Regions from separate parts of the Mus musculus genome. Here regions 1, 3, 4 and 5 are each linked to region 2. The links are chromatin contacts, called in public promoter capture Hi-C maps. All regions are on one chromosome and are shown on one strand. Each heading gives the region's core, a stretch centred on a gene start, on an enhancer-like site or on the middle of the called end of the contact. The rest is flanking DNA. Distances are from core to core; before and after follow the strand shown. Region 1 holds the start of Fahd2a (fumarylacetoacetate hydrolase domain containing 2A). Region 2 holds the start of Ckap2l (cytoskeleton associated protein 2-like). Region 3 holds the start of Dusp2 (dual specificity phosphatase 2). Region 4 holds the start of Ptpra (protein tyrosine phosphatase, receptor type, A). Region 5 holds the start of Bub1 (BUB1, mitotic checkpoint serine/threonine kinase).

Evidence for each region. Promoter capture Hi-C pulls out the DNA fragments that hold promoters and counts their contacts.
Region 1: a promoter capture Hi-C map of liver shows a contact between it and region 2, with 2.3 times the contacts expected there. The contact joins the promoter of Fahd2a here to the promoter of Ckap2l in region 2.
Region 3: a contact with region 2 is called in a promoter capture Hi-C map of liver, with 3 times the contacts expected there. The contact joins the promoter of Dusp2 here to the promoter of Ckap2l in region 2. A contact is called at or near these places in 2 of 39 promoter capture datasets (liver and pre-B cells).
Region 4: a promoter capture Hi-C map of erythroid cells shows a contact between it and region 2, with 6 times the contacts expected there. The contact joins the promoter of Ptpra here to the promoter of Ckap2l in region 2. A contact is called at or near these places in 2 of 39 promoter capture datasets (erythroid cells and liver) and 1 of 115 datasets of contacts at active chromatin or transcription factors (astrocytes).
Region 5: a contact with region 2 is called in a promoter capture Hi-C map of embryonic stem cells, with 2.6 times the contacts expected there. The contact joins the promoter of Bub1 here to the promoter of Ckap2l in region 2. A contact is called at or near these places in 2 of 39 promoter capture datasets (embryonic stem cells and hippocampal neurons) and 1 of 115 datasets of contacts at active chromatin or transcription factors (embryonic stem cells).

The regions. Positions count from the first base shown.
Region 1 is chr2:127,441,106-127,446,776 of GRCm38.p6, reverse strand. It overlaps Fahd2a (fumarylacetoacetate hydrolase domain containing 2A), which reads left to right and starts at 2,212. Exons shown (of 8, transcript NM_029629.2): 1 at 2,212-2,360; 2 at 4,653-4,903. The coding sequence starts at 4,659.
Region 2 is chr2:129,293,738-129,299,651 of GRCm38.p6, reverse strand. Ckap2l (cytoskeleton associated protein 2-like) reads left to right here and starts at 2,440. Exons shown (of 9, transcript NM_181589.3): 1 at 2,440-2,547; 2 at 3,272-3,338. The coding sequence starts at 2,511. Gm14023 (predicted gene 14023) reads right to left here and starts at 2,282. Exons shown (of 5, transcript NR_040371.1): 1 at 2,250-2,282; 2 at 815-888. Il1a (interleukin 1 alpha) reads left to right here. Exons shown (of 7, transcript NM_010554.4): 7 at 1-42.
Region 3 is chr2:127,333,928-127,339,348 of GRCm38.p6, reverse strand. Dusp2 (dual specificity phosphatase 2) reads right to left here and starts at 3,190. Exons shown (of 4, transcript NM_010090.2): 1 at 2,712-3,190; 2 at 2,451-2,572; 3 at 1,881-2,100; 4 at 972-1,768. The coding sequence starts at 3,111. The coding sequence ends at 1,554. Gm46762 (a long non-coding RNA gene) reads left to right here and starts at 3,798. Exons shown (of 3, transcript XR_003953899.1): 1 at 3,798-5,421. It also overlaps a transcript of Astl not described here.
Region 4 is chr2:130,447,289-130,452,811 of GRCm38.p6, reverse strand. Ptpra (protein tyrosine phosphatase, receptor type, A) reads right to left here and starts at 2,534. Exons shown (of 21, transcript NM_001163688.1): 1 at 2,254-2,534. It overlaps Gm52562 (predicted gene, 52562), which reads left to right and starts at 1,242. Exons shown (of 3, transcript NR_165481.1): 1 at 1,242-1,277; 2 at 1,368-1,519; 3 at 2,029-5,027.
Region 5 is chr2:127,830,534-127,836,522 of GRCm38.p6, reverse strand. Bub1 (BUB1, mitotic checkpoint serine/threonine kinase) reads left to right here and starts at 4,664. Exons shown (of 25, transcript NM_009772.2): 1 at 4,664-4,803. The coding sequence starts at 4,778.

The sequences.
Region 1 (5,671 bases), core at 963-3,462, 1.9 Mb after region 2:
CTCTTCCCTGCATGGTGATCTATTTGGATCAAATTGTGATCCAAAATGTCCCTCTTCTTCCTTAAGTTTTATGCCAGCTGTTTTGTTACAGCAGCAAGAAAAGTATGTGGGGAATTCAAGGAGCCAGCCCCTCCTATTCTCTCTCTACAAGTTTTTATAATTTTTATGTGTATGAGTGTTTTGTCTGCATGCATGTCTGTTTACTACATGCATGCTCAGTACCTATATGGGCCAGAGAGGGTGTCAGATATCTCAGAACTAGAGTTACAGCTCGTTGTGAGGCACCATGTAGGTCCTGAAACTCAAACCAGGTCTTCTGAAAGAGCAGCAGGTGCTCTCAACCACTGAGCCATCTCTCCAGCCCACCTCCTCTCTTTCTGCCAGCCGTCCATGCCACCATCAACAGTACACATGAATGTCCTGGCTGAACTCTCAAGACAATCAACAACACTGAAGAAAGAAGCAGATGTCAGTCCCTTATTGGCATGCTCTGAAGTTATTGTCCAGTTTCTAACTGTGAGGATGAAGCCTGATTTTACCTGAGAATTTGTAATCGTTGATATCAGAGCTAGGAAGAATGTTGTCAACCCCACAAGCAGGCTAAGCAACCATGGAGTGATGAGTCCCAGGTTTGATGTGCAGCTCCAAGACCTAGAGCATAGCAAAATCGCCTGCTCCTGTCACATCGGTTTGGTTTCATTGTGCTGTCAACCTCAGCTGACATCATGAACTATGAAGAAGAAAAACAAAATCACACAGGAAGGAAAGCCCTGGTCTTTTTCTAGGATTGAAAACATTGGTGTTAAAAGAAAAAAGAAGTCAGGTGTGGTGGTGCATGCCTTTAATCCCAGCACTCAGGAGGCAGAGGCAGGCGGATTTCTGAGTTCGAGGCCAGCCTGGTCTACAGAGTGAGTTCCAGGACAGCCAGGGCTACACAGAGAAACCCTGTCTCAAAAAACCAAAACCAAAAAAAAAAAAAAAAAAAAAAAAAAAAAAAAAAAAGCCTCACTGGGAAAAAATAAGAGGAATCTAATAAAAGCCTGTGCTTCTTCCTGGGGCAATGGAAGCCTCGGATGCTCTGTCTGGACCTTGATTCACTTAGGAGGCTCCTTCTCAGAGTCCCCTTTACATTTTCATAGGCCAGAGGACTCGGGGTGTGGTTGTAGAGGATGTTTCCACCCGAATGCCTGCTGCCTGGACTTGCCCATCACCCCACACACACCCTTTTCCCCCTAAAATAAGGTTCGTGAAGAACAGGGTGCTGCTACAAGTAGGTGAAGTTGGTGAGCCCTGACAAGCCTAAAAAGTAGACAGGCCACCATCTGTCTTCACTGTGTGCATTAAAGAAAAAATGGTGAAAAGCTGGCTACGACTTTGCCAATGTGGTCACACTGGAAAGAAAAGAGAAAAGACAAGAAAGGAAAGGGGAAAAGGTTCAGTGACTCCCCAAAGTCCATCTTTGGAGTCCCGACATGAGGTTCAGATTCTCAAATAGAAAGCAAGTGGTGTACATAACTAAGCAGTCTTGGTCAAGGTGTGGTCTTGCCGGTTATTGATCCACCATTATCTCAGTTCCAGTCTATCCCACAAGATAGTCTGACCAGTTGCCAAATCTGTGATATAGCTTACTGGGTGACAAAACTCCTCCTCTAGCTGGCACACACAAGCTTCAGTCTTTTCTTTCCCCCAGCACACAAGATTCATGGGGGAAAGCCCAGTAGCTGAAGGAAGGACACAAGTGTCTTTTGCCTTCAGAATCGCTTCATACCTGCCAAGACAACTAAATAAGTGGTTGGACGAGCCCTTACTGGCTCAGGAGCCATCATGGGCAAAATCACTCCTAGCCTTTATGTTTTCTCCACGAATACAACACATATAGACATCCCTGTCCTTGGTGGGTCAACATTAGAGCACAAAACTACTTGTTACTGTCTACCAGAGTGCTTCCTGGACAACTATGAGTAGGTGCCTGGCCCAGAAGCAGCGCCTGGCCAGAATTAGAAGCTCAAAGGTCGGATGCGCTCTCTCCGAGCCTGGGTATCCCAGGGTCACCCTGGAGCCAGCCACGGTCTCCCCAAATGCACACACTAGGCACCTGCTGGAAGTTCTGTGGCTAAAAGAAGTACCTAACAGCAGGAGGGCGGACTTCCGGGAGGAAGCAGGTGTCCTCCTGGTGGCGACAGCTTCGTGACGTCACCATATCGCGACTGCGAAGGGGCGGTCCCTATATTCCTTGGAGAAGAGTTAAGTGCTTGCAGCGGTACTGGCTGTGGCTTCTCCGCCCTCCCCTCTTGTCCTGCGGCTCCGCAGGCGTCCGCTGACAGCGCAGGAAGCCGGACAAGTCCGGCTGCAACGACCAGGTAAACTGAGGCTAGGCCAACTCAGAGGGAGTTGAACCGGACGTTGGGAGCCGAGTGGCTGACCTCGGTTCCCAGATCAGCAGGGTCACACGCACGGCGCAGCGCCTCAAGCTGCCCATTGCTGTGCTGTTTGCTAAGGGACCTTTGTGCTGCGAGTCATAGTGATTCGAGAGAATGAAATAACCTGTGAGCGCCCGTCACAGATTCATCATCAGCGGGGCTTAGAGTTATCAGAGAGCAGGTGTTCTGCCTTACCTCCACGGCCATGACCATGGGCTGGTAGCAGTTAGGACCTGAGAGGAGTAGGCAGGATTGAAACTAGATTATCTTGCTTGAGAAGTATCTTGCTTTTGAATTAAGAACTTCAATGTCATCTAGACATGGATTCAAATGCCAATTTTCTTTTAGCTGTAAGACCCTTGAACCTTAGGCAAACCAAACCCCTCTTACCCTATCCAAGCCTTGGCTTGTTCATCTGTAAAACTGGACCAGCAGCACCTGCCAAGCCACCGTCAAGAGAATTATAGTAGACCTCACAAGTGAGACACTTGGCTTTCCCTGGGACAGTACTGTTTTAGTGTATGGTGTGACTGGTCACATATGCTGGACCAGCCTTTGGACTGTGGCATGGCGGTACTTGTGTAAAACGACAGAGCAGGAGATGGAAAGCCTTTGGTTTTCTGGCCAGACTTGCAAGCTGGCACTCTGGTGATCCTGAACAGGGTAGGTTGGCTCAACCAGGTGAGGACCAAGAGCCCTGAACTGACGGAGCTACGTCTAGCAGTCTCTCTCATTTTTAGTATAAAGACGTGTGTGTGTGTGTGTGTGTGTGTGTGTGCGTGTGCGTGTGCGCGTACGCGTACTTTAGTCTTTGAGACAGAGTTTTTCATTGGCCTGAAACTCAACAATTAGGCTAGACTGGCTGGCTAGCAAGCCCCAGGAATCTACCTGTCTCCACCTATCCGGCACTGGGATTACAAGCATAGACCACTGTGTACAAACTTTTTTATGTGGGTTCTGGGGATTTAACTGATCTTCAGGCTTTCAGTGGAAACATTTTACCAGCCATGCTGTCTTCCTAGCCCCACACTGGTTTTAAAAGAAAGCTATCCAGAAGGGAGAGGACTCTGACAGGGAATGAAGACCAGACCTAGATTAAGACAAAGAAAGGGAATGAGTGAGGATATAGAGTGCAGATTATCTGGGGAATAGCTCAAGCTAGCATGTGCCTTCCAGGCCGGCACCTGTACCATTAAAAACAAAGGCAGCACGATAATGAAGCTTAACTTTGGGTGGAGCCTGGAACTCATAGCAGGCCCTGAACCTTTTCAATGGTATCCAAGAGGTCTGGATCTGAAGAAGGAAGACATGGGCCACGTCCCAAAGTTGATCATCACTAGGCTTTTCCAAGAAGTGAAAAGTCAAGTCCCTTGCACCTTCCATCTGTTCAGTGGACAGAGGCAGTGCAAGCCTGTGTTCCATACACAGCAGCAACAGTGTAGGCTCAGTAGTTAAAGAGACAGACATTGCTACTGAACCCAGGGAGATAGCTAAGCAATGTGTGAAGCCAAGTATCTGGGCTCTTGGTGCCCTGAGTCTCCCTGTTCACCAGCAGCAGAAACTGGTACCTACTAGAGGTGATGGAGGGTAGCTCCTAAGCCAAGCTGGCTGGGGTTCTAGCTTGAGCATGTGAGCAGAAGAAAGTGTTTAACTCAAAAGGCAACAGGACCAAGTATTTTTAAAAGTTGCATGAGGTAGCTGGGAAGCCATTTCTAGCAATAGCCATTTGCCTAACTTGGGGCTGAGTCCTAGTCCTGCACACCTTAGCCTTCCCCAGTGAAGGGGGACATCCTCTAAAAGCTAGAGGTAGCGGCCTGGCCATCTTCATAACATCATCTCAACATCTGAGGCCTGTGTACATCAGTCGCTCATATCTGTTACCCCACATGCAAGACGGCAGGTCCGAGTTAGCCTGCTGTGTTTCCCACTTGCCTGCAGTGGTGGGAACTTTCAGGAAACACTGGTTGAGGCAAGGCTGGGATCCCCGGAGCTAGCTTAAAGCCTGGCCTAGTCATCTGTACTCTGGCTTTTTGAAGTATGACAGGGTGAAATGACCTGTGCGAGCACTTCCCAAGTGGCATGCTGGGACTGCTTGCTGGGGCAAAGGAGCGAAGGGATCTTCATGACGGTTTATAGTCTTCTGTCTCCTGTGGCTGCTTCTTTCCTTCATGAAGGGATCTTCATGACAGTTCTATAGTCCTCTGTCTCCTGTGGCTGCTTCTCTCCTTTTAGGCTTTGATGCTGGGCTTTGGGAGGAGGAGGCTGTTCTCAGCTCTGCTGCAGGTTCAGAAGAGGCCCTGTCAACCCTCCAGAAACATGAGACTGGTACAGTTCCAGGCACCTCACCTGGAAGAGCCTCACCTGGGTCTGGAGTCAGGGGTTGGTGGGGGAGTTGTAGACTTAAATGCTTTTGACTCAACACTCCCTAAGACAATGGTGCAGTTCCTGGAGCAAGGAGAGACCACCCTTTCAGTGGCAAGAAGGTAAGTAAGCAGGCAGTCTTGCCCTAGTTCCTCCCTCCTCCCATCCCCTTCTCCTGCCCCGAGAATCAGAACCAGAAGGTAGCTAGCTCCCCTGCAAAGGAGCAGGGGATCCCACTGTCTGTCTTTCATTTGTCCTTTTAGTAAAGAGCTAATAGAAATATAAATCTTTGCATTTTTGAGACAGGGTCTTGCTCTGTAGCCCAGGCGGGCTTTGAACTGGAGAGCTTTCTGCCTTAACCCCTTGAATGCTGGGACTGAATTAGAGGTGTATACGACCTTATAAAACAACACTTTCAATTTAAAGAGAGGGAAACTGAGGTTCAGAGGAGGTGATTAATTTATTTGATTGTGTAGTCAGGACCTTACCTCATTATATTGGCTGTCAAGAGGCTAAGTCCCTCCCACTGGAGGAGCCTGGCACAAGGCCCTAAAGAACCCTCTTGGGAAGATGTAGGTGTGGTTTAGACTATTAAAGAGATTCCTCAAGTTTGTGCTACATTAACTGGGAGTGACCCTGCAGCCAGTCATGGAATAATCCGTCTAAAGGGTCAAGCAGTAGTTTAGAAGCCATTTAAGAAGGCGTTTTCACTCAGCAGAGTGGCAGAAATAGAAATGTTTGACAGCACAGTGACCCAGAGCACTGTGACCCCAAATGGTCATTTTCTTAAAAGTTAGAAACCACTTCCTTTCCTGTTATTAGGAAGCCAGTATGTGTTGACAGTGTAGAATAGCAGCCATAAGGAGGAGGATGCTGTTAATCCCCATACT
Region 2 (5,914 bases), core at 1,191-3,690:
TCATTATTATTAATCATAATTAAATAAAACAGGTTTGAGCTGATGTATTTATTTGTTATCTTTTCTGTTTGGGTTTTGCAATGGGATGGTTTGGGTTTTGTTGTTGTTATGTTTTGTTGTGATGCAGTGAAGGGGTTTTTGTTATTTGTTGTCTTTATTACTTCACTGCCTAAAAGTTAGGGACAACTGGTCAGCACTCACGTAATTCACTAAAGTTAGCATCACCTTACAAAACCAGGATTCCACACAGCTCTAAAGGAGATGTCACCATCAAATCCCTCCCCTCAGAGGTCAGGGAACCCTGTGGAAATGGAGACAGGAGTCGGGGAGACAGAAGGGATGTGAGAACAAGGCCTTCTAAAATAACTGAGCAAAACCCATATGCGTTCACAGAGCCTGAAGCCTGAAGCAGCAGCCGCAGGGCCTACACAGGTCTGCCCAGGTTTCTGTACACACACTCTAGCTTTCAGTTTATGCTCTGATGGGACTCCTGAATGGAAATGAGTAAGTCTCTGATTCTTCTGCCTACTCTTGGAGCTCTTTCATTTTTCTGTTGGCATAGCTTGTCCAACTTATATATGATGATTTCTGTTTTATCTTACTATATTTTGCTACATTTTGTTGTTTTCCCCAAAAAATGCATTTAAAAAAAATTCAGGTTCCATAGCTTTTCTTTCTTTTTTTTTTTTTTTGCTAGCTGCCAGTATTCACAGATAGATAGCACTGAAAATTATAATATTTCCAGGCTCAGTTAAAGGATACAATCCATATTCAGTACATGTGTATGCCGATGTAGATGTCCATACAAACTCACCATATAATGTACCACCAAAACCAAGTAGTGGTTTTAGAGACAATACAGCAGGTTAGAAGCTGCTTTCCTGTGACCTAATGAAAAAGAAAGTCAGAATCAGGAGTAATAGACTCTATTTTAGAAAGTGGGGTTGGAAATTCACAGAAACAATAATTGAACACCTGAAATGTGCAGTAACCCTTCACCCAAATTCTTGTACATAGCCCCGATAAGACGTGTTGAGCTTTGGTGGTATCCAAGCTTTTGTCTGTCTGCAGTAAGTAGCCATGTGTTACATCTCCTCAGGGAAAGTCTTGTCACACAAGTGGATGTCGGGATGTCAGACCCTATGGAGCTAGAGTTACAGGCAGATGTGTTATGTAATATGGGTGCTGGGAACCAACTCTGGTGGCCTGCCAGAGCACTGCATGCTCCTTACCCCAGCCATCTCAGCGCTTTTTATCATATTAAAAAACAAAAACAAAAGCAAAAACTTTTGTGATTTTTTTTTTATTCTCCTTCACTCACCTGATAATGTTTAGGTATGCCAGTGATAACCTTTTCCTTCTCTTTCCTTCATGATTTTTTTTTTCTTTCTAGCAGGCCTTTGTTAGCATTTTAACTTTACCTTGTAGATGTTTTTCTGTTTAAATAAACTATTATGTTTCCATGTTTTATTTCCATTCTTAAATTTATATAATTCTGTTCTTTACATTTTCTATTAGGAAATCTTTGTTATTCTTTTAAAAACTCTTCTAACCCCTTGCCCTTTTCTCTTCCCACCATAACATCCTTCTCCAATAAATATCTTTTACGAGATTTGCTGCCTCATATGACTTTCGCGTTGGAAGAAGCCAAGAAGCAATTGACAGAGGAAGGGAAGAAACAAAGAAGTGGAGCGGGGCAGAGGCTCCTGAGCTCCTGGGCTGAGCTGGAGATACCCTCCCCTGGGAACTGCACTGCCTCAGCTGACGAGGCTTCCTCTCAAAGCTGTGTGGTTCCCCGGCTCTGATGTCTCAGGGTGTCCTTCCACAGGAATACCTTCTGACCCTCAGAGCTCTGTGGTTTCTGGGTTTCCGAGTCTCAGGGTGCCTTTCCAAGGGGACACTGTCCCACCTCAGAGCTGTGTGGCTCCTGAGCTCCTGTGTCTTAGGATGCCCTTCCCTTGAGACACTTTTGACAGATTGCGCCATTTTGACAGCTCCCGCGAGCTGCTCAGGGACTACACGGAGTTATGTTGTTTCTGTCCGGTATTCGGCTACAAGAATGAGAACAATAACTGATACGGACCATTTTCGTTTGGCATGCTATTATTTGCAGCCAAAGCCAGCCTAACTGATAGCACAGAGACTTAGGCTCCGGCTTGTTTCTCCCCGTTTCTTCAACTGTCACAACCGTCCTTAACCCAAATTTGGCTACAATTAGAGCCACTCCTCCGCCAGCCAGCATCACCCACCAGCTCCCACCTCAGAGGCACCGCTGCGGAAGTGACCTAGCCATAGGGCGGGCCTTCTCAGAAACTCTCCAATCGCAGAGCCTCAGGGGAGGTCCCCAGTGGGAATCGCCGAATGTCCATTTCCTGTTATCCCGCCCTCTCCGTCTTTTTATTGGCGAATTTCAAAGTCGCGGAAGCCAATAGGAGCGTCCAGACGGGCGCCCGGTTCTCGTACTAGAACAAGGCGCGCCCTTTGAAGGAAGAAACTGTCGCCGTAGAGCCATGGTGGGGCCCGGCCCCACTGCCAGCGCAGCCGCGGGTAAGTGTGGTCGGCAGCCTCCAGAAGCTGCCAGGCCTCCCCCGCCTGCTTCAGTCTCCCCCGAGCTCAGTTAGGTTAAGGACGCTGGACCCGGGCCACGGCGAGGAGCGGCGCGCTCCGTTGCCGCAGGGGGACACCCCTGCATTGCTAGTTATGGCCAGAACTTTGACAGCAGTCAGGTGGCAGGTTCGGCCCCAGTCCGAGTCTCTGCAGGTTCACTGATAAAATGTGCGCTGTCTGGAGGTTGATTGATAAACTGTGGGCTGAGGCTTAAGGATGCTGTGAACCCTGGCCTCCGAGGGACCTGGAGCCCTTTCTACCTCTCCAGTATGCCCCTCCCCCGTGTCACCTTTGAGATGCACACTCTGTCCTCACTTATGGGCCTGCGGTTCTGCGCACCGTCCTAGGCACACAATTTGTAACTCAAGGGTTAAAAAAAAAAGTCTTGATTCCAAATCCTGGCTTTGCTGCACATTAGTGGGTAAATTTAAGCCTGTCACTTCATCTGAGTTTCAAACAGCCAAATACCTCATAGGATTGATGGTTAGTGTAAACAGCTTAGTAAAGAGCTTGGCACCAGGCTGATACCGTTGGTATTGAAAGCAAGCATAACAGGACTGGTGACTTTATCAAAGCCAAAATAGCTACAGGGAAGTATCATATTTAAAGATATAAAGGGTTTTCTGTAATGTTTTTGGTGTTTGCTCGTGTCCATGTTTTACAGAAGAACGGTGGCAGAAGCTCCAGGAGTACCTGGCAGCCAAGGGAAAGCTAAAGGACCCCAACGCCAAGTGAGTTTACCTTCCCATAGTTACACTGGCTTTGTTGCCCCGGTTGCTAACAGCAATGAACGGACCAGCCCTTCTGTTTCCAGTCTGTTTGACTTGCATCATGGTGAATCCTGTAATAACAAAAGGAGCATTTCAGTCCTTGATTTCAGGCATGACTTAAAAAACAAAACAAAACAAAAAACCAGCAACCCCTAGGCAGTGCTGTCTATTGGCAGAAATTTAAGCATTTTTTTTCCTAACAGTCTCCAAAGGAAGGAAGGCTCTACACTACACTGTTACCCACATCTCTGGAAGCTCTTCTGGTTCCTTCTTTCTCCTGGGAAAGTTGGTTCCCAGCAGCGCAGATTTTGATCAAGAAACTGGAGGGCATTTCTATGGTGTGTGCTTACGAAGACAGGAGAGTTGGTTATGGTCAGTCCACAACAGTGGCATGCCAGCGTCCTCCCAACTTGTCCTTTGGTGTTCCCTGGGCATGTATTTGAGGTGGACAGAACATCCTTTGCTTTTCTCAGCACTGTACCATCTTTGCCCTGTTATTTCTCTCTCTTGCTTAGCAGGGTGTATTTGCCTCCCACTTGAGTAGCTCGGTTGGTGTGTGTATGCCAGAGGGGGATTTTGGGTGTCTTGCTCTAACGCTGTCCACCTTATTCCCATAAGACCGGATTGCTCACTGAACCCGAAGCTCACTGCTTAGGTTAAGCAGGCTGGCCAGCACTCTCTCTCCCATGATCCACTCATCCCTGTCCCCTAGTGCCTAGGGTTAGAGGGATACTCACCGTGCCTGATTTAATGTGGATGCCGGAGATCTTCCTAGCCCAGGTCATTTTACCTTGGGTTTTTCTCACCTCTACTTCCTGGATTAAATGAACCAAAATTGTTTTCTCAACATACCCATAATGTCTCTCTCCTCCCTCCCTCTCTGTGTCTCCTTTTCTTCTCACTCCTCTTCTTCCTTCCCCTCTTCCTACCCTCCCCTGTCCTGTGAGTGGAACTCAGGGCCTGTCACATGCTAGACAACAAGCACTCTGCCACTGACCTACATTCCCCAGGCCTGTCCGTCACTCCTAATGCGTAAAGATACAGGACTTACTAAGCTAGAGACGTGCCTGCCCCCTCACGCCTTCTCTCGTCCAAGTCTCTGTTAGACTTGGGATCTGGTCCATGGAGATGGAATCCTTCTAAACTGAGCTCTGTTCTATCTCTCCTTTTGTTTCACTAGCTAGACTTCAACTTCAGATTACGTCCTCGTAGGTATCAGAATCCCCAGATGTTCCATGAAATACAATAGTGTTTACGTGTAACCTATGCATACATATCCTTATTATTATTATTATTATTGGATATTTTATTTATTTACATTTCAAATGTTATCCCCTTTCTTCACCCCCCCCTCCAGAAATGCCCTATCCCATCTCTCCTTCTCCTGCTTCTATGAGGGTGTGCCCCCCACTCACCCACCCACTCCTAGCTCCCCACCTTCTCATTCCCCTACACTGGGACATCAAGCCTTTACGGGACCAAGGTCCTCTCCTCCCGTTGATGCCACATATACGGCTGGAGCCATGGGACCCTCCATGTGGACTCCCTGGTTGGTGGTTTAGACCCTGGGAGCTCTGGTTGGTTGATATTATTGTTCTTCCTATGGAGTTGTAAACCCCCTCAACTCCTTCAATCCTTTCTCTAACTCCTCCATTGAGGACCCCATGATCAGTTCAGTGGTTGGCTGTGAGCATCCACCTCTGTATATGTCAGGCTCTGGCAGCTACATCAGGCTCCTGTCAGCATATGCATATCCTTTTATAAACTTGAAATCATCTCTAAGCTACTTATGGTTCCCACTACAATGTAAATGCCATGGAAGTAGTCTGGCTTAGAGAATAAGGAAGAAAATCTACATATTCAGTATGAATGCAGTTTTATTTTTCATTTATATCTATATTTAATTTTTAATATTTAAAGTATTTATACTGTTATTATATAAATATTTAAATTAAATATTTATATTTTATTTCTATGTCTTTATCAAATGTTGGTTAAAAATCCTAAGTGTAATACCCATGATCTAGAGAGTTGGTTTGGTTAGGTTTGGTTTTTGGGTTGTTTGTTTGTTTGTTTTTGTTTTGTTTTGTATTAATTAGGTATTTTCCTCATTTACATTTCCAATGCTATCCCAAAAGTCCCCCATACCCTCCCCCCCAACTCCCCTACCCACCCACTCCCACTTCTTGACCCTGGCGTTCCCCTGTACTGGGGCATATAAAGTTTGCACAACCAATGGGCCTCTCTTTCCACTGATGGCCGACTAGGCCATCTTCTGATACATATGCAGCTAGAGACACGAGCTCCGAGGGGTACTGGTTAGTTCATATTGTTGTTCCACCTATAGGGTTGCAGATCCCTTTAGCTCCTTGGGTACTTTCTCTAGCTCCTCCATTGGGAGCCCTGTGATCCATCCAATAGCTGACTGTGAGCATCCACTTCTGTGTTTGCTAGGTCCCTGCATAGTCTCACAAGAGACAGCTATATCAGGGTTCTTTCAGCAAAATCTTGCTAGTGTGTACAATGGTGTCAGCGTT
Region 3 (5,421 bases), core at 1,941-4,440, 2.0 Mb after region 2:
AGTCATGTTGGTATCTATAGTCCATGTTGCTGCCCCAGGATGGAGATGCAAGTCTGTGCCTCTGACTAATGATTTGACGTCCCTGGGCTTTGCTGCCTGGGGTGGGTGGGGAGGGGGGCTCAGGTGGAAGCATGTTGTTGCGAGCGGCATTTGTAGCCACCTGAGGCCATGTTGTAGCACCTGCCCAGGGACAGCTGCTGTGAGCCATGAATAGGTTAGTGGCTCTGATATGGCCAGCCCACTTGATGCCTGTGGTTACCACTAAGGCAGGCTGCCTGAAAACACGTTAAAGTCTGTGGGTGTGGGTGTGGGAGAGCTGGCCCCGCCCCTCACTGGCTCTTCCTCAGTTGATGGCTTCTGGTATGGAGAAAGGCTAAGAAAGACTCCTCCTCCTCCTCCCTGTGGGCCACTAAGAATTCAACCATGTTCCAGTGAATATATGGACAAAACAAAATGGACTTACCTTTTCCTTTTGGGGGGGCAGAACATCCTGGGGAGGGGAGGGAGCAGATGTGGGAAAACTGGGAGGTGAGCACAATCAGGGTGCTTGATGTGAGATTTCCAAATAATTCATTAAAAAAAAAAAACTGATACAATTCCTGAGGAAGGCTCAGAACAACCCTAGCTCTTGAGTGCTTTACCCAGAGCAGAGAAAATGGGCGCCAGGGGTAGGTTATGCACCCTTCATCCAGGGAGCCAGTGCCCTCTGATCTAAATGCCCTCAGTCAACACATACCTGCACACCACACACTAGGTAAATGTGGGGTCTGATCAGGGATGCACAGAGCCGCTGTGAGGCTGAGGCCGACCTCGGCCTTCCTAACCCTCCCAGTTCAACCACAGGCTAGAACCTGTATGGGAAAGAGCCCAGCCCAGGCCAGCCCAGGCCAGCCCAGGCCAGCCCAGGCCAGCCCAGGCCAAGGCAGACCACTCAGCCATCGCAGGCACAGACTTGAGACCAGACAATGTGGTACTGCTCTTTTTTAAACAAAACACTGTTTTTATTGACACAACCTCAATGTTCTATATAAATATAAAGTGCTGTTTCCAACGCCCCTCCCTGGCCCACAGGGCCGGGAGGAAGTTGGGGAGAGAGCGTTAAATGTCAGTTGAACACAAATAACTTTTCAGCACCAATTACAGCGAGATGCCCACACACACACACACAAAAGTCAGATGTCCGTAACATGACACACACGTCACTTCCTGGCTCCCCTGGGAGCACAAGGCTTAAGCTTTGGGTCAAGGGCTGCACACCCCTAGACATGGTTTCTGCTTGTCACAGCTTGTTTTCTGAGCCCTTGGGTGACCAAGGGCTTTAATATAGTAAATTAATTAATTAAATTAATTTCTGCAAGTCGAAGGAGGGAGAGCAAATAAGGGCCAGCCCTTATGCCACCTCAGAAGAGCACCATATCAGAGCAGCCGTCATCCTGGATTTCCTAGCACCCCAGTGGGACGGCAAGATGAGGAGGGAGGAGCTGGGCCACAGCAGCTTCCCCCAGGAGTCAGTCAAAGCCAGAGCTGTGGGTGGGGCCAGGCTGGGCTTTGCCTCAGTGACACAGCACCTGGGTCTCCAGCTGTAGCAGCTGCCCCATGAAACTGAAGTTGGGGGAGATGACTCCCCGACGTTGCTTAACAAAGTCAAAGGCCTCGTCCAGCCGTACCCGGTGGCTCTGAATCAGGTATGCCAGGCAGATGGTGGCTGAGCGAGAGATGCCAGCTTGGCAGTGCACCAGCACCCGGCCCCCACTATTCTTCACCGAGTCTGAAAAAGAAATGTGGAGCCGAGAGTCAGACAGGAAGGTGGACAGAGGAATCAGGTGCCTGTACCTTCTCCCCTACAGTTCCCACAGAACCCTGGGCTGAGGCTCCCCTACCTATGAAGCTGATAGCCTCCTGGAACCAGGCACTTATCTCCACCATCTGGTTATCTTCTACTGGAATGCTCTTGTAATGGAAAAGACCCTCAAAGTGGTTGGGGCAGCTGGCAGAGACATTGAGAACTGCTGTGATGCCGCAGGCCTGCAGGCCCTGAAGATCTGAGGAGTGGTTGCAGCTGCCCAAGTACAGGTAGGGCAAGATTTCCACAGGACCACCCTGGAGGAGGAAGGGGACGGTGGTGAGACCTCACTCAGCCTTGTGCTGGAGGGCTTGATCCAGACATCTTGGATTGGCTAGAAACAAGAGAAGCTCTAGGCCTTCTGACCAAGGACAGAATTAAAAGTCTTGAGGCCACAAGGGGACATATGTTCAGACACTTTGTGCCACATATGCCTTAAAGTCTGTATGAGGATATATACACGTTCACACCATTTGCAGGTCACACAAACACTCTCCACATCTGGGAATGTATATTGGAACACACCCCTGTCTTTCCCCACTGGCGTTCTCCAGAGGCATCCCTCTAGAATGCACAATGAAGACAACAAATTCGAATATCAACTCACCTGGTCATAGATCGGAACCCTCGGGTCAGAGTTGCTATTTTCGGCCCCAGCAGGAGGCAGGGCCTGGGCAGGAGCTTCAGAGCACAGATCCGGACAGTACGTCTGGAAGCTTTTGAAACCGCCTGTGGGAAAGACAAGAAAGGGTATGATTAGCCAAGAGGTCGGGAACGGGGCACGGAACGTGGGACAAGGGGCTAAGAGCGCGGGGCGCGGAACATGGGAGAAGGGGCGAAGGGCGCAGGGCGCGGGGCGCGGGCTCACCTCGCAAGAAGCACACGGTCGTGGGTCCCCCGCGCATCTCGTGCTGCAGTGCGGCTAGCAGCAGGTGAGCGGGGCCGTCCGGCGGGAGCTCGGCCACAGACGCGCTGCTTTCATCCAGCACCACGGCACGGGCCAGCTCCCCGCGGCCCAGGCGCGCCCGGAGTGCGCGGTCGGGCAACAGACAGGCGAGGGCAGCGGCGGGGGTGCCGCGCGCACGCCGCCGCAGCAGCGCGTTCCAGGGCACCGGTCGCGCGGCGCGCACGTGGCTCCGGCAGAAGGCCAGGAACGGGCGGCAGTCGAGCAGCAGCGTGCGCTCGGCCTCCCGCGGCTCCCGCAGCAGCGCGCCCAGCGCCGCGCACTCTAGCTCGCACGCCGTCTCCAGCCCCATGGCGATCGGCATCGCAAAGCCTCCTGCTTCCGGATGTCCTCTCCCTCGGCTCCGGCGGCGCGGTGTCTGTGTGGCGGGAGCTGACGGTTCTGGGGGCTCTTCGTCGAGCCCGGGCTTAAATACTCGAGGGCTGGCCCCTCGGGTCACCATACAAGGGTAGAGCAGGAAGGCGCCGGTGCCCGCCCCCGCGGCTTCACGTGGGACTCTGGCTGGGCCGCCCCCGGGGCTCCCTGAGCGGACAGGGGGTGGGTGGGGCGGGGCATCAGGGGGAGGGACACGCGGGGGAAGAAACTGGGAACCAGACCGTGACAAGTGTCGGCCTGGAGTCTAGAGGCCCCACCCACGTCTCTCCAGTGTATATGCCCCAGTGCTCCCCACTCTTTGCCAGGCTTCAAGCCACTAAGTGCTTAGGAACTCAGCTCTCAGCTGCACCGAGCCTTTGAGTTACTCAGGTCTTCAGCTTCCTCACTTTTCCCATTTTCTCCCAGGGTTTTCATTCTAGGAATTTCGATAGCAAAAATGGACAAATTACCTGTTGCTACCCATAATGATACACTATTAGGAAAGACACCAACCGTCAGGAAATTGTCCTATTCTCCCATGTCAGGCCCAGGCCCAGGTGGAGGAGTCCTGGAAAGCCAAAGCCCTGGGGCAGGGGCGGGGGTGGGGTGGGGTGGGAGGGGCTTTAATGGGGAAGGGGCGCAGGGGCCTGTGACGAGTTTCCTCTTATGACTGGGACAGTTTCTTTCCCCAGGGGCCCAGGGAAACCCCCAAGAGCCTAAAAAGAAGTAGTTCCCATGCCACAGGCCAGGGCTAAAGAGGAACTCTGTTGACGATGCTGGGCTCTCCCAGGGCATAGCCAGGCCTGGCGGGAATTTCAGGGGAAGAAGGACTATTCACAGAACCTGTTCCCTTCCGACCCCTTAGGAGCTACAAACCCCTCTGGGACAGGCCCTGGTCCCACACCAAACTGTAAGAATGAAAAACTGGGTAACTCACAGCCATTCTGTGCTCCCCCACTCAAGTGCCTGCCCGCCCCCCCCTCCCGGATGTGGTGAGGCCCAGCTGCACGTGGGCCCCCCGGGACACTCCTGCGTTGGGGGCGAGAAAGTTGGTAGGTGGCTGAACTGAAGCAGGCGGGTGGGGACAGTGTTCAGAACCCAGCCTCCCAAATCTTTATTGCCCTGAGCCAATCCTCTGCCTTTACTAAGACCCTTCCAGCATCCCTGCAGATCCTTTGTTTCTTGGAGGCCTGTGGCTAGAACCTGTGGGGACCCCTAACATAAGGTATGGTAGGTATATAGGTGCTCGAGCAAAATATTATGCCTTTCCTCTTGATTTGGGGAACTTGGGGCTTGTGGGGGATACAGAATGCCAGGGAGAGCTACGAGGACTCCTGGACCAGGAGTCATGGACTTGTGTCTCAGTGGCACGGTCATGCAAGTTGGTTCCAGGGCCACAGCCTGGGTCCCTTCCCACCAAGCCTGTCTGGAGGCTGATACAGCACAACTGGCAGCCCAGCCAGGGAGTCTGGACCATAGATCCCTGAAGCTGATAGGGGGCTCTTATCCTTGGCATCAGCCTCACAGATGACTTAATGGCTGATTCCAGGGACAAATTACAGAGCATGGAGGGGGACCATCATGTCTAGTCTTGCTGAACAGAGTCACCTGCCATGCCTGGAGCCACAGCCTTCCAGCTGTGGAGAAGAGGGGAGGCCCTGCTAGCTGAGGTCCCTGCAGCAGGAGTGAAATCAACTTAGCTTTGTGGGAAACTCCAGCCCCTGACTCCAGTGCTGAACTGAGCTGCTGGGCCCCCTGGCAGGGTGAGAGTGTGTCCCTCAGAGTCTGCTGGGTGCCTCAGTCTTTGCATATGAGCCAATGCGGATCTGTCACACATACACCCCAAAGCCACTGTCCTTGGCGTGGTACCCTTTTCAGCTCTGACAAACACAGATGAACTCAAAGAAGCCAAACTGAACCATAAAAGAGGAGCTTGCCTTCATCTTCTGCTGGAGTCCCAAATCAGGGGGAAACCCCCACCTTCAACACCTGATGAAAGTCCAAGGCTGGGGTAGAAGAGCCCACATCCCTCCCCAGCTCCTGTTCTGACTGAAGATCCCCACCCCCCAATGCCGCCACCAATGAGTCATCTGTAGGTTGTCTGCCACCCCTTGCTACCTCCTCAGGACCCTGTTTGTCCAGAACCATTCGCTGGAAGCCTGCCAAGAGGAGATAGGACTCTGGACATCGGCTGGGGATAACATGAGATGGGGCCCCAGCCAGGATGGCTGCTGGCACAGGCTGCCAAGTGCCTCTTCAC
Region 4 (5,523 bases), core at 1,285-3,784, 1.2 Mb before region 2:
TCTACATTTCCTTTTGACTGCTAGAATTTACCTCTCCGATGCTTTGTCTTTTCCCAAACCGAGTAAGAATTCCTCTCAAGAGGAATAATCATTCTCTGGGTCTAAAAGAGTATATTCTACTTTTGTGGGTCTGGGCCACTGCCTCCTAAACTTCTCTGTTATCAGTGAGCATGAGGCTCCATAAAGTCTCCAAATGACCCTAACACAACAACAGAAGCCTTCACTCTGATCCTAATCCTATCTTGTTCTGTCCCTCTAGGCCAGCTACACTTCTTCCCAGTTAGAATTCTAAGAATTTCCCTCCTCCAAGACTGCCTGCATTCTCTCTCCGAATGTGCAGATCCCTCCTTTAGGATCACAAGATCCCCTCCCAGGAAAGCCCTTCCAGACTACCCAGGCGGAGGCTCTAGAAACACTGTCAGAATTTAGATCTGACTAGGCCCCCATCTGCTCACTCAAGTCCTGCAGAGTCAGAATGAGCCCTTATAATTACTGAAAAGATTAAACAAGATAATTCATGTAAGGCATTTATTATATAGCCTGTCACAGGCACACAGAAAACAGCAATTATTATTACTCTAGTAGCACCTATGATGTAACTGTTTATATCCACCTGTCTCCCATTGGTCTGTAATCTTCTCAAAGATAAGAATATGACTTTCTCACTTTCATTTTGCATCTCAAGTACTGTGGCTGGCAAATAGGTGGTATATGAATGCACTAAACCAAGGGGTTTGCTTTTCTGGTTCTGTATTCACCCAGATAATGATCAGTGGTTAAAAGGTACCTAGTCAAAAGTCTCCTGGATCTGACCATGGGGCCACTGGGGCAGAGAGAGGAGAAAGGTAACTGAGGAGTTGTTGGCTTTTCAGGGATAGTCAGGCAGATGCTGAGAAGCAGGTAAGATTTTGGGAAGCCTGCCAGTTTCTCCCAGGTGTGACAGCCGTGTAGACATAGAGAATCAGAGTCTGCAAGTCCCGGTATGGGCAACCCACACTCCAAGCAGGCTGCCAGGAAACACTAGGAAACATTTCTCTTGGGAGGTGGTTGAGGGGCTTCAAGATAACTAGGACGAATTCTATCAGGGAAGTCTTAAACAGGACCCAGAAGAAGCCGGTCCGCAAGAAGCTTCTCAAACAAGGAAGGCCCGGAACCAGGCAAGGAAGGGTGAGAAGGGGGACCCTGAAAGCAAAACCCTCCCACATATGAGGGGGTGGCCGAGCCGCTCCGAATGGCTAAACACAGCGTGGAAGAGAAAGGAGAATGAGAGGACTGAGGTAACCATCAAAGATTAAGTTCAGGAAGGACTGCCAAGAGCCTTGTAGGGAACGGTAAGGCATCTGGGTTTTCCTCCATCTCATTCACAGAGGAAGGAAAGTGAAGGAGTTTTTAAGCACACAAATGACAGCGTCTGATCTACGTTTTCGAAAGGAGTATCCAGACAGAAAGATGTTCATCCTGTCCCAGTCTTTCCTCATCCACCATCTTTTGGTTCTCTGGCTGCTTCAAGAGTTAGCAGGTAACAAGTGGTGCCATAGCCGGGGACATGAGGCTGGTTTTCAACAGAAATTCCCTATCCTAGCCAAGGGCTTCGGCCGACATCACACTCTGTCCAAGAGGGTTTGGAACATTTTTTTGCTTGTCCTACAAATATCATCACTATCAACAACAAAACCCTCTAATAGACAGGATCATCTCTGCCTCTGTAGTTGTTATTTTTAGGAAATATTAGGGGCTCAACCCCCCCCCCCCGTGGCAATTTTTAAGAATTACTGAAAGTAAACACAGGAGATGTGCGTTCCCAAGTGGCTGCTTTTGAATTCTGGGTAGCTTAAGTCCATATTTTCCTTCTTAAGCATACACAACAGTTGGGAATGGGCGGCAGAGAGGGGCCTGGGAGTAGGACCAGGAAGGGGTCTTAAGGGGAAGGTGGGAGGTGGGATGGTCACTGCGTGTGCCACCTATCTCCTCCCATTAAATGGACCTGAGCAAATCCCATTTTCGCTGCTCAAAGTTTTTTTCTTTCAGAATGAACTACGGCAGCGCCCTGGCCCGGGCCGGAGGAGGACGTCCGCAAAGTTCCAGCCTGTCTGTGTCCCGCACGTTTCCGGGACCCCCTCCCCCTGTCCACGGTGCCAGGATGCACAAGCCAGAGGCGCTCCTCCAGGATAGGATCCAGGGACCGCTCCCACGCGCGGCCGAGCCACCCCACCTCCCCGAGCCCTCCCGACGGCGGCAGGCGCGAACGCTTACCGAGCCCGGCGCTGGGCGGGACCGCGGGGGACGCGCACGGCAGCTCCGCCTCAGGACCGCGGCGGCGTCTCGGCCCGCCGCTCCCCTCAGGGCCGCCGCCCGGTCCGCTGCTCGAAGCCCCGCGGCGGCGGCGGCGGCCTCGCCTCCATGGCGAGGAGAAGCGGCAGAGAGAGGACTGGGCTGGAGGCTGCGATGGCGGCGTGGTCCAGGGGTCTGTGCAAGATGCCCCCGCGAGTCCCTGTCAGCGCCTCACTCGCCGCAGCCTCTCTCCCGTCGCGGCCTGGGCTGTAAGGCGCTTCGTCATTGGCCGTTGAGAGGCGGGCGCTGGTTCGCTGACGCCGGGCGGGCGTCTCCGCCTCCGTGAGCCCCACCCCTGCGCGCCCCGCTGCGCCGCGGAGTTCCCCGGGCGCACTGGGGGTCTCCGGGTAACAGGACAGGACGCTCCCTATCCTCCCCTGGCACACGTCTCCCACCTAGTCACGGTCCTAGGCCCCCGGGCATGGGCTTTTTTCCTTGTTTACAGATGAGGAAACTGACACCAGGCACAAGCCACACCAACTGGTGAACTCAGGCACTCGAAAGCCATCTCCATCCTTCTCCAAATGTGATCCTCTCTCTAACACACCCCGCGCCTCTGCCTCTGCCTCTGCCTCTCTCGCGCTCTCGCTCTCTCTCTCTCTCTCTCTCTCTCTCTCTCTCTCTGTCACACACACACACACACACACACACACACGAGAGAGAGAGAGAGAGAGAGAGAGAGTTAGTTGTAAGGCACTTAAAGGATGTAATTGCGAGAAGAATTTGCCTAGTACCTAGGACCGGTCTAGCTCTGAGTATGTCATCTTAAATAAACCAGCCCACATCATCCCCACCCGAACCCTAGGGAAATCTCTCTTGCTTTCCAGATGTGCAAGCTGGGCCTGATTCTCTAGAGCTGGATGGAAGCACAGCACACGGTGCTCCGCAGCGAGCGGGGAGATACTTCTTGATACATGCATAGTGGTCAGGAGAAGATTGAAAGCGCTGAGAGAGACCAGGGAAGCGAACAGCGTTCTTTGTGCATCTAGCTTCTAGGAACCATAAGTCGATTTTTTCGGAAGGTAGCAGTCCTCAGTTTAGAGCACTTTGGATGCTGCTAGACCTAGGGCGCCAAGTTAGAACTCTATGCAAACACCCTTCCTTTATTTGTTGAATAAGTAAGTGTGCGCAGACCAGAGCCAGGACCTGCAAATGTGCGTTGAAGCGGGCCTTCTTTAAACTTCCTCCCTCTGGGTAGTAAAAACCTCTCCTTGAGTTAAGATTTGTGACTCTTGATCTCCCTCCTCAGGGCCATCTCAGTGACAGTCTACAAGACCTCTATCCTGTCTCCTAAATGTCAGACTCCTGCCAATGAGGTCCGCTCCTCCTACAAGTTCCAGAAGCCCATTTCCTAGAAAGTACAAAGTCTATCAGGGATGCAAATACACAGCAAATTGAAAAGTGACCAAATGAAAAGTTGGGTCTTTCACTAGAACACAATACTTTACAAAACAAGACCAACACAGAACAAAACAAATCTGAAAAATACTGGTTCTTGGCTAAGAAAGCAGCCTCTTGGCTTTAGAGCAAACCCTACCAGCAAACTTTTTTTCTTTTCTTTCTTTTTCTTTCTTTCGGTTTTTTGTTTGTTTGTTTGTTTGTTTGTTTTGTTTTGGGGTTTTTTGTTTTTTTAATTTTTTTGAAATTTTTCTTATTTACAGTTAACCTATGACTCCTGGTCCTTTTCAGAGCTCCCTACCCCATTAGCACAATCAAGAGCCATCTTGGAAGAAAAATAAAATAGAAAAAAAGGAACCAAGAGAAAGATAAGTGGGAGCTCCCTGTTCTCTGCTGCATTGGTGCCTGCAGGTAAGAACTGGAATAGCAGGGCTGAAGGATAGGATTAAAGGAGCCCCATTTCCCCTCAAAAGTCCAAGTCACTTCCCCTCCCTGCCTACCTTTCTGTCTAGTAAATGAAGCAATGAGTTGTTCTCTATGTCCTGAATGCAGATCATGCACTGGACACCTCTCAGAGTAAGTCAGAGATGTCAACTCTCAGGAGCAAACATTCTGGGGTGGACATGGGTAATAGACTAACAAGAATGTTCACTAAAGTGCCAAGGTGAAAATGAAGCCAAGAAATACGAAAATTGAAATAAATGAAAACCAAGCACCTTCCCAGGCTACTTACTGCCCATCTTCTGAGGGTCATTTGCTGAAGTTCTGTAACTAAGACCAGGCAGGCTCTCTGACCTCATCTACTCTATGGCCACCATGGGTAACTTAATCTAGAAGCTCTTCCATACTTGGCCCCAAGCTTAAATCCTAACCCAAACCCTTAGATAGGACTTGATCCAATCCCAGACCACTGACACAGGCCTGCTTGTACAATTCTCAAGGAGGAAGATATTTTATACTAATTTTAGTTGTGCAAGTAAGAACTTGAAACAACAACAGCTCTGCTTTTGACTTTTATTTTGCAGGGATGAAGACCTTGGGGGCTCATACAAATTTAGCAAGTATTCTGTTTTAGTTAGCCCCCAAGAACCCAATCCTAATTTTTAGATATGAATATTTATAAGTGAAAACTTGTGAAAACTCAGTAAATGTGCCCTTTAATATCTATAAATTTCCTGAAATGAGTAAGTAGATACAAAGTCTTATTTCCAACAAAGAAGCTATTTGCAATTGACTAGTGCTGGGAAAGGGAAAATTAGTTCTTTTAATTAAAGTGTCACTGGGTATAATCAATCACACTCCACTTTTGTTTGTTTGTATGTGTGTGCTTTACTGATTTTTTTAAAGTTTCGATTTTCCGTTTTTTGCTTCTACCCCCTCCCCCCAACGAAGGGAGAGAAAGAAACATGAAGTTGAATGGGTAGAAGGTTGGGAGGATATGGAAGGAGTTGGGGGGAGGGGAAACATGATCAAAATATAGTGTATGAAAAATATTTCTAAGAAAACAGCAACAAAAAGTTCAGTGTATTTCATTATTTCATTTTACACACACACACAAGGAAAATAGCTGCAAATAACTCTATAGTTTATATGCTGGCTAATTTAATGTCAACTTGACACAAACTAGACTCTTCTGAAAGGAGAGAACCTCAATTGAGAAAATGCCATCCTAAGACCTAGCTGTAGAACATTTTCTTAACTTGTGATAGTGAAGAGCACAGCCCATTGTGGGTGGTGCCATCCCTGCACTGGTGGTCCTGAATTTTATAAGAAAGCAGGCCAAGCAAGCCATTA
Region 5 (5,989 bases), core at 3,415-5,914, 1.5 Mb after region 2:
TGAACTCACAGGGATCTGCCTGCCTCTGCCTCCTGAGTGTCCACCATACCTGGCAGAAAGAGGTTCATTTTAAGAAGTGATAGGTGACAAGGATAGAAAGATGGCTCAGCAGTTCCAAGCATTTTTGCTCTTGCAGAGGTCCCAGGTTTAGTTCCCAGCACCCATATGGTGGCACACAACCATATGAAGTTTCAGATCCAGGCAATCTAATGCGTTTTTCTGACCTCCATAGGTACCAGACATACATGTGGTGCATATGCACTTTAGGTAAAACACTCATACACATAAAATATTATATTAATATTATGTTGATATTAATATTAACAAGGAGAAACTGTGAAATAAATGACTTAGGGAAGTTGCCTTAGCCTTTGGCTAAATTCAATAGGTCCAATGGCCACTGTTTTAATTTCCTTCAGCTGCCACAAAAATACCACAAACTGATAGGTTAGCAACAGAAACCTGTTCCCTCATGGATATGAAGGCTTCCAGTGTAAAGTTGAACTAGCAGCAGTACTCTGTCCCCGTGAGCTCCAGGGAAGAATCCTTTCTTGCCATGTCCTAAAGTCTAGTGGCTTCCAGAAATCTCTGGCATTCCTTGGCTTGTATTTGCATCATATCATGCTAATAGCTTCTTTAATCATAACTTGACCTTCTCCCCTTGTGTTTATTTTCAAACTTCTGTCTTCTCACAAGGACACAGTCCCTGGGTTAAAAGCTCAGACTAATCCACAATGACTTCCCAATTTGATTATGTCTGTAAAAATTCTTATTTTCAAAGAAGAAGGCATTCTGAGGTTACAGATAAATATATTTTGTGTGTGTTGGGAATACTATTCAAATTAGTACCCCACCTCAAATTGATCTTGGGCCAATAAATGGAAGGAAGTAACCATTGTTGGTTTAAATAATTGATTTCTGCATTAACTACGTACCAGAGTAAGCCAGATTTTTTTTAAGGCTTAGCAGCACAAATACACACACTCCTCCCAACAGACCCACGTTCTAAAGGTTGAGCATAGACACCTGAATTTTCATAAACCTCCTCTTCCCCCTAGGAGAGTGATTCCAAACTTTGCCACACAGTGGTTTGCTGAAACCTAGAAGCAACTGGAGACAATGAAGTAAGATGGTTTGTGTAATAACAGTATTGCACCCATGTTGGCTTCTGATTTTGATAATAGCACTATGGATTTGGAGTGTTCTGCGTCTGAAAGCAAATTGAAGTGTTTAGTGGCACAATTTCTTCCAAATGAGTCAAAAAATTGTTTGTATGTATGTATGCATGTATGTATGTATGTGTTTGTGTATGTGCATGTGTATATATGTGTGCTAATATATACACACTCCCATATGTATATTTGATGTGTATGTGAAGAGAGGAAGAGGGAGAGGGGGAAAGAGAAGGCAAAATGGGACTTCTTTCAGTCACGTTATCCAATCACTCTCCAATGCTATTATCCAGTTAACTCTCAGTTATAAACCAATGAAAACTTGTTTGAATTCTTTTCAGCAAAATGAAAATGCTTTAGTTTGCAAAACTCAAGGGAAATTTGGGCATAACTGGAGAAGATCATTGTTGTGAAGGGCATCACAAACCACTGGAACCAACTGTCTCGGCTCTCTCTCTCTCTCTCTCTCTCTCTCTCTCTCTCTCTCTTCTCTTTCTCCATTCTCAGGGCAGTTCTCTTTCTCCATTCTCAAGGCAGACCAAAGCCCACCTGGAAGTAAGAACAACAGAGGCCAACAAGCCCCCAGCCTCACTGTTCTCAGCTCCAACCATAAAAAACTACCTTTGTTTCCCCTTTATTTCAAGTTACAGCAATTCTAGTACAACTTTGACTGGCTTAGTGTAGGAAAGATAACTACTCCTGACCAACCAAATGCAGTGGAGAAGGTGTGTGGCAGGAACCTCTGTGAGGCTACATTGCTGATATGACTACATAGATCTAATATGGAGGGAGGTGCCTACTCCCCCACCCCATTCAGCAGCCTCCTGAGGGGTTTGACTGCTGCCTCCTCTGCCTCTTCAAAGTCTCCCAGTCCTTTCCTTTCCTCCCAAAGCCTTCAGCCTAACAGGCAGCACAGTAGACCAAAGATGCTGCCCTCTCCACAGCCCTGAGGAGCCTCTAGACAGCCCTACAAAGACGTACCCGCCCCAAGGCAAGAGACTGGCCACTAGACATAGACCAGAAAAAATGGAATGAACGAAGCCAACAGTGATTAGCCTCTGAAAATTATGAACTGGTCTGCAGTAGACTGGAGAGGGAATCTGAATTCGTCCCCAAGAGCTGTACAAGGTCTTCAGTACAAGAGAAAGTCTCTAAAAATTGTTTCTGGCTTCTCTCTGCACACTGCACCTGGCCCTGGGAAGAGCAACAGACTCACCTCCTCCTCAGCAAAGCATTTATAGGGCATTCCACATGCAGTGGCTTATGGTGAGTTACAGCATAATCTTGGGCATTTGTGCTCAGGTTTCCTTTAAGCTGCTTCTACAAATGAATAACCAACAATGTTTAATGACTTGCCCAAGGGCACATGCCTCTCAGTAGCCTCCTGAACACCCTATCCAGGGCTCAGATAACTGAGCTACACACTACAGGACTGACTTGAGGGCATTATTAACGAATGCTGCCATTATGTACCCAGCTATTACCTGAGGACCCAGCTATCCTACTCCTGGGCATATACCCAAAGATGCTCCAACATGAAATAAGGACACACGCTCCACTATGTTCATAGCAGCCTTATTTATAATAGCCAGAAGCTGGAAAGAATCCAGATGTCCCTCAACAGAGGAATGGATACAGAAAATGTGATACATTTACACAATGGAGTACTACTCAACTATTAAAAATGATGAATTTGCCAGGCGTGGTGGTGCACGCCTTTAATCCCAGCACTTGGGAGGAAGAGGCAGGCAGATCTCTGAGTTCGAGGTCAGCCTGGTCTACAGAGTGAGTTCCAGGACAGCCAAGACTAACAGAGAAACCTTGTCTCGAAAAAAACAACAAACAAACAAACAACAACAACAACAAAAACCGATGAATTTATGAAGTTCTAAGGCAAATGGATAGAACTAGAAAATATCATGCTGAGTGAGGTAACCCAACCGCAAAAGAAAACACATGGTATGCACTCACTGATAAGTGGATACAAGCCCTAAAATAACCAGGATTCAATTCACAGACCACATGAAGCTCAAGAAGGAAGACCAAAGAGTGGGTGCTTCGGTCCTTCTTGGAGAACAAAATACTCATAGGAGCAAATATGGAGATAAAGTGTAGAGCAGAGCCTAAAGGAAAGGCCACCCAGAGACTGTCCCACCTGGGAATTTATCCCATATACAATTATCAAACCCAGATACTATTGTGGATGCCAAGAAGTGCATGCTGAAAGGAGCCTGATATGTCTGTCTCCTGAGAGGCCTTGCCAGAGCCTTACAAATAGAGGCAGATGTTAGCAGCCAAACATTGGAAGTGTATTCTTAATCTACTTTGCTTGCTACTATCTACGAGGAATGCAAGAACCTGGAACTCCCTCTAGTGGTGTTTACCAATTCTGCCAATATCATGGCCACAGACAATATTTTCGTGTGCAGCTATAAAGACATGTCAGGAATGTTCCTCTAGTTAGATGATTCTAGGAAATCAAATGGGAAATCACTCATAATTCTTTTCTCTAGGTTAGAAAATGTCTATCTGTCCAGAAGCTGCAATATCTTTTTTATCAACTTGAAGGAGCTGAAAAACTCCCAGGACCTTTAGAAACAGGAAGGTAGTAATCGCATGAGTCTTTTATGTTCTACTTGCTTTGGTCAAGTGACCCTAGAGAGGCAAAGTGGGAAGTTATTAAAACTCAAGAAGCAGGGAAGACTAGATTATTTCTCAACTCACTCTCAGGGCACATGAACATGTTAAATATTTATTCTTGGACTTCCGGACTCTTTAAAATTACTATGAATATTTTACAAATACGTGTGGGTGTGCCTTTATGTGAACCAAGTGTGGCAGAGGCCAAAGGCATGGGATCCCATAAAACTCTGGATGGACACACACACACACACACACACACACACACACACACACATATACATGGCTATTTGTCTTCATTCGTGAACCAGACATAATGATTGTGGTTTCCTCATTTGTTATATGAGTATGTGCCACGGCATGCATGTGGAGATCAGAGGACAACTTGAGGAAGTTGGTTTTCTTTCCTTCCACCTTGTGGATGCTTTTATTCACCGAGCCAGCTCACCAGCTATGCCATTTCTGTTAAGCAAAGAGGACAAAAATTCGTGAGTGACTCTCAAGACCCAAGAGGACTCAAAGGGGTTTCAGTCACAGAATCGTCACGTTCGGCCTGGTAGTGTAATACTGTAAGCCAGTTGCCATTTATACCGTTTTTTAAAAAGTAATAATAATAACTCTATGCCAAAACATGGCTAGTGTCTCACTAGAATGGAAACAAACCTTAGCTCAGTCAGCACCTAGCATAGGACTCACTAAAAGGCAAATGAAAAGAACTGCGGGCTAGGGACGGAGGGGGCGGGGACGGAGGCGGGACTTTGTCTCCCAGCAACGGCCGCAGCGATTGGCCAGCTCTCCCGCAGCGGAGACCAATAGTCAGGCGCGCTGCCCACGTTCGACATCACAAGTGCGGCTGCGCGGGGAATTCGAATCGCCGGCGGCCTTCGAGACTCGGGGTTAGGGGCTGATGGGGAGTTTGGTCGGCGGCTGGTGGGGTATTTCGCCGCTGCGCGTTTTTTCTCGTCATGGACAACCTAGAAAATGTCTTTCGGTAAGTGTCGGTCAGGTGCGGTGAGGTGGGCCGGTCGGGACGGTTAGAGTCCGGGTCCCTCAGGCGCGCTTTCTCCTCAGCGCCGCTTCCTCAGCGGGTTCGCTGCACCAGGCCTCAGCCAAGGCGGTAGCCCCCGGGTCACTCGAGTAGACGTGCAAGCTGCAGCCGGCTACCGTTTTGTGCCGAGGATTTGGGCAGTCTGCGGAACCTTCTGAAGTCACGTATCTTCTCCATGGGGAACTTCCTCTAGACGCGAGGGACGCCCCGCCTTCAAAACCCAAACTTGTGTGGTGGTGGAGATTTTTGGAGAAAATTTCAAAGTCTGATAAAAATGCCACCCAACTAAGGAAAGAATTTATTATTTCTCGATTGCCTGATACGTAAGAAAAAAATTAAAGCTGAACTTTATGGGGGGGGGGGAATGCTTGCTATTAAGTCATTTGAGGCTTCCTGCAGGCACTGATTGGTTATTTGTTTTTGTTTTGGGGTCTGGGGGCGGGCGCTTAGGTGACTTACTCAGCCTGTGATGTTAAGCCATTTAAAACTGTTAAATCGGATGTTACAAGAAATACAATTTTATTTTCATCAGTTCTTTAGGTATTCTAAGAGTAAGATATCCAAAATCTGTTGGCGTTAAGCAATTTAATTTTTGATCAGATCGACTAAGGATTTCCCCTCCCCGTTCTAAAATAGAAGCTAGGTATTTTGATTTTTAAAGACTAATTTATTTTAATGATTTGATGTTTAAGCCATTTTCCCAGGAGGTGTGGTTGGTGTGGGGCTATTCAATGTTTGTTTATCTTGGACAAATATTTGTATTTCTTATTTTGCTAAATAAGAACTTCTAAACACAGAAGTAGTGCTGACATTTCAAACATGCTAAAAAGAATCCAAAATGAATCCAAAGTGAAAAAGTGAGAATCGTTGACTTAAAAATAAATTGCTAAAATCTCTACTAAATTATGAGAAAACCATTGCAGTTTCTCTGAATGATCATTTCAGTTTGCCAGTGAAATATATTTTGAGATATAGTTTTCTGGTCATCTACCAAAATACTACTTTTAAATTCTTTTTCTCCTAATCTTATCATTTCTCAGTTTAAAAACCTATGGTTGTTTCTCAACTTGATGCATACTGAGAATACAGTTAATTGCCATGTATCCTCTCTCCAAAGTTGTACACATAC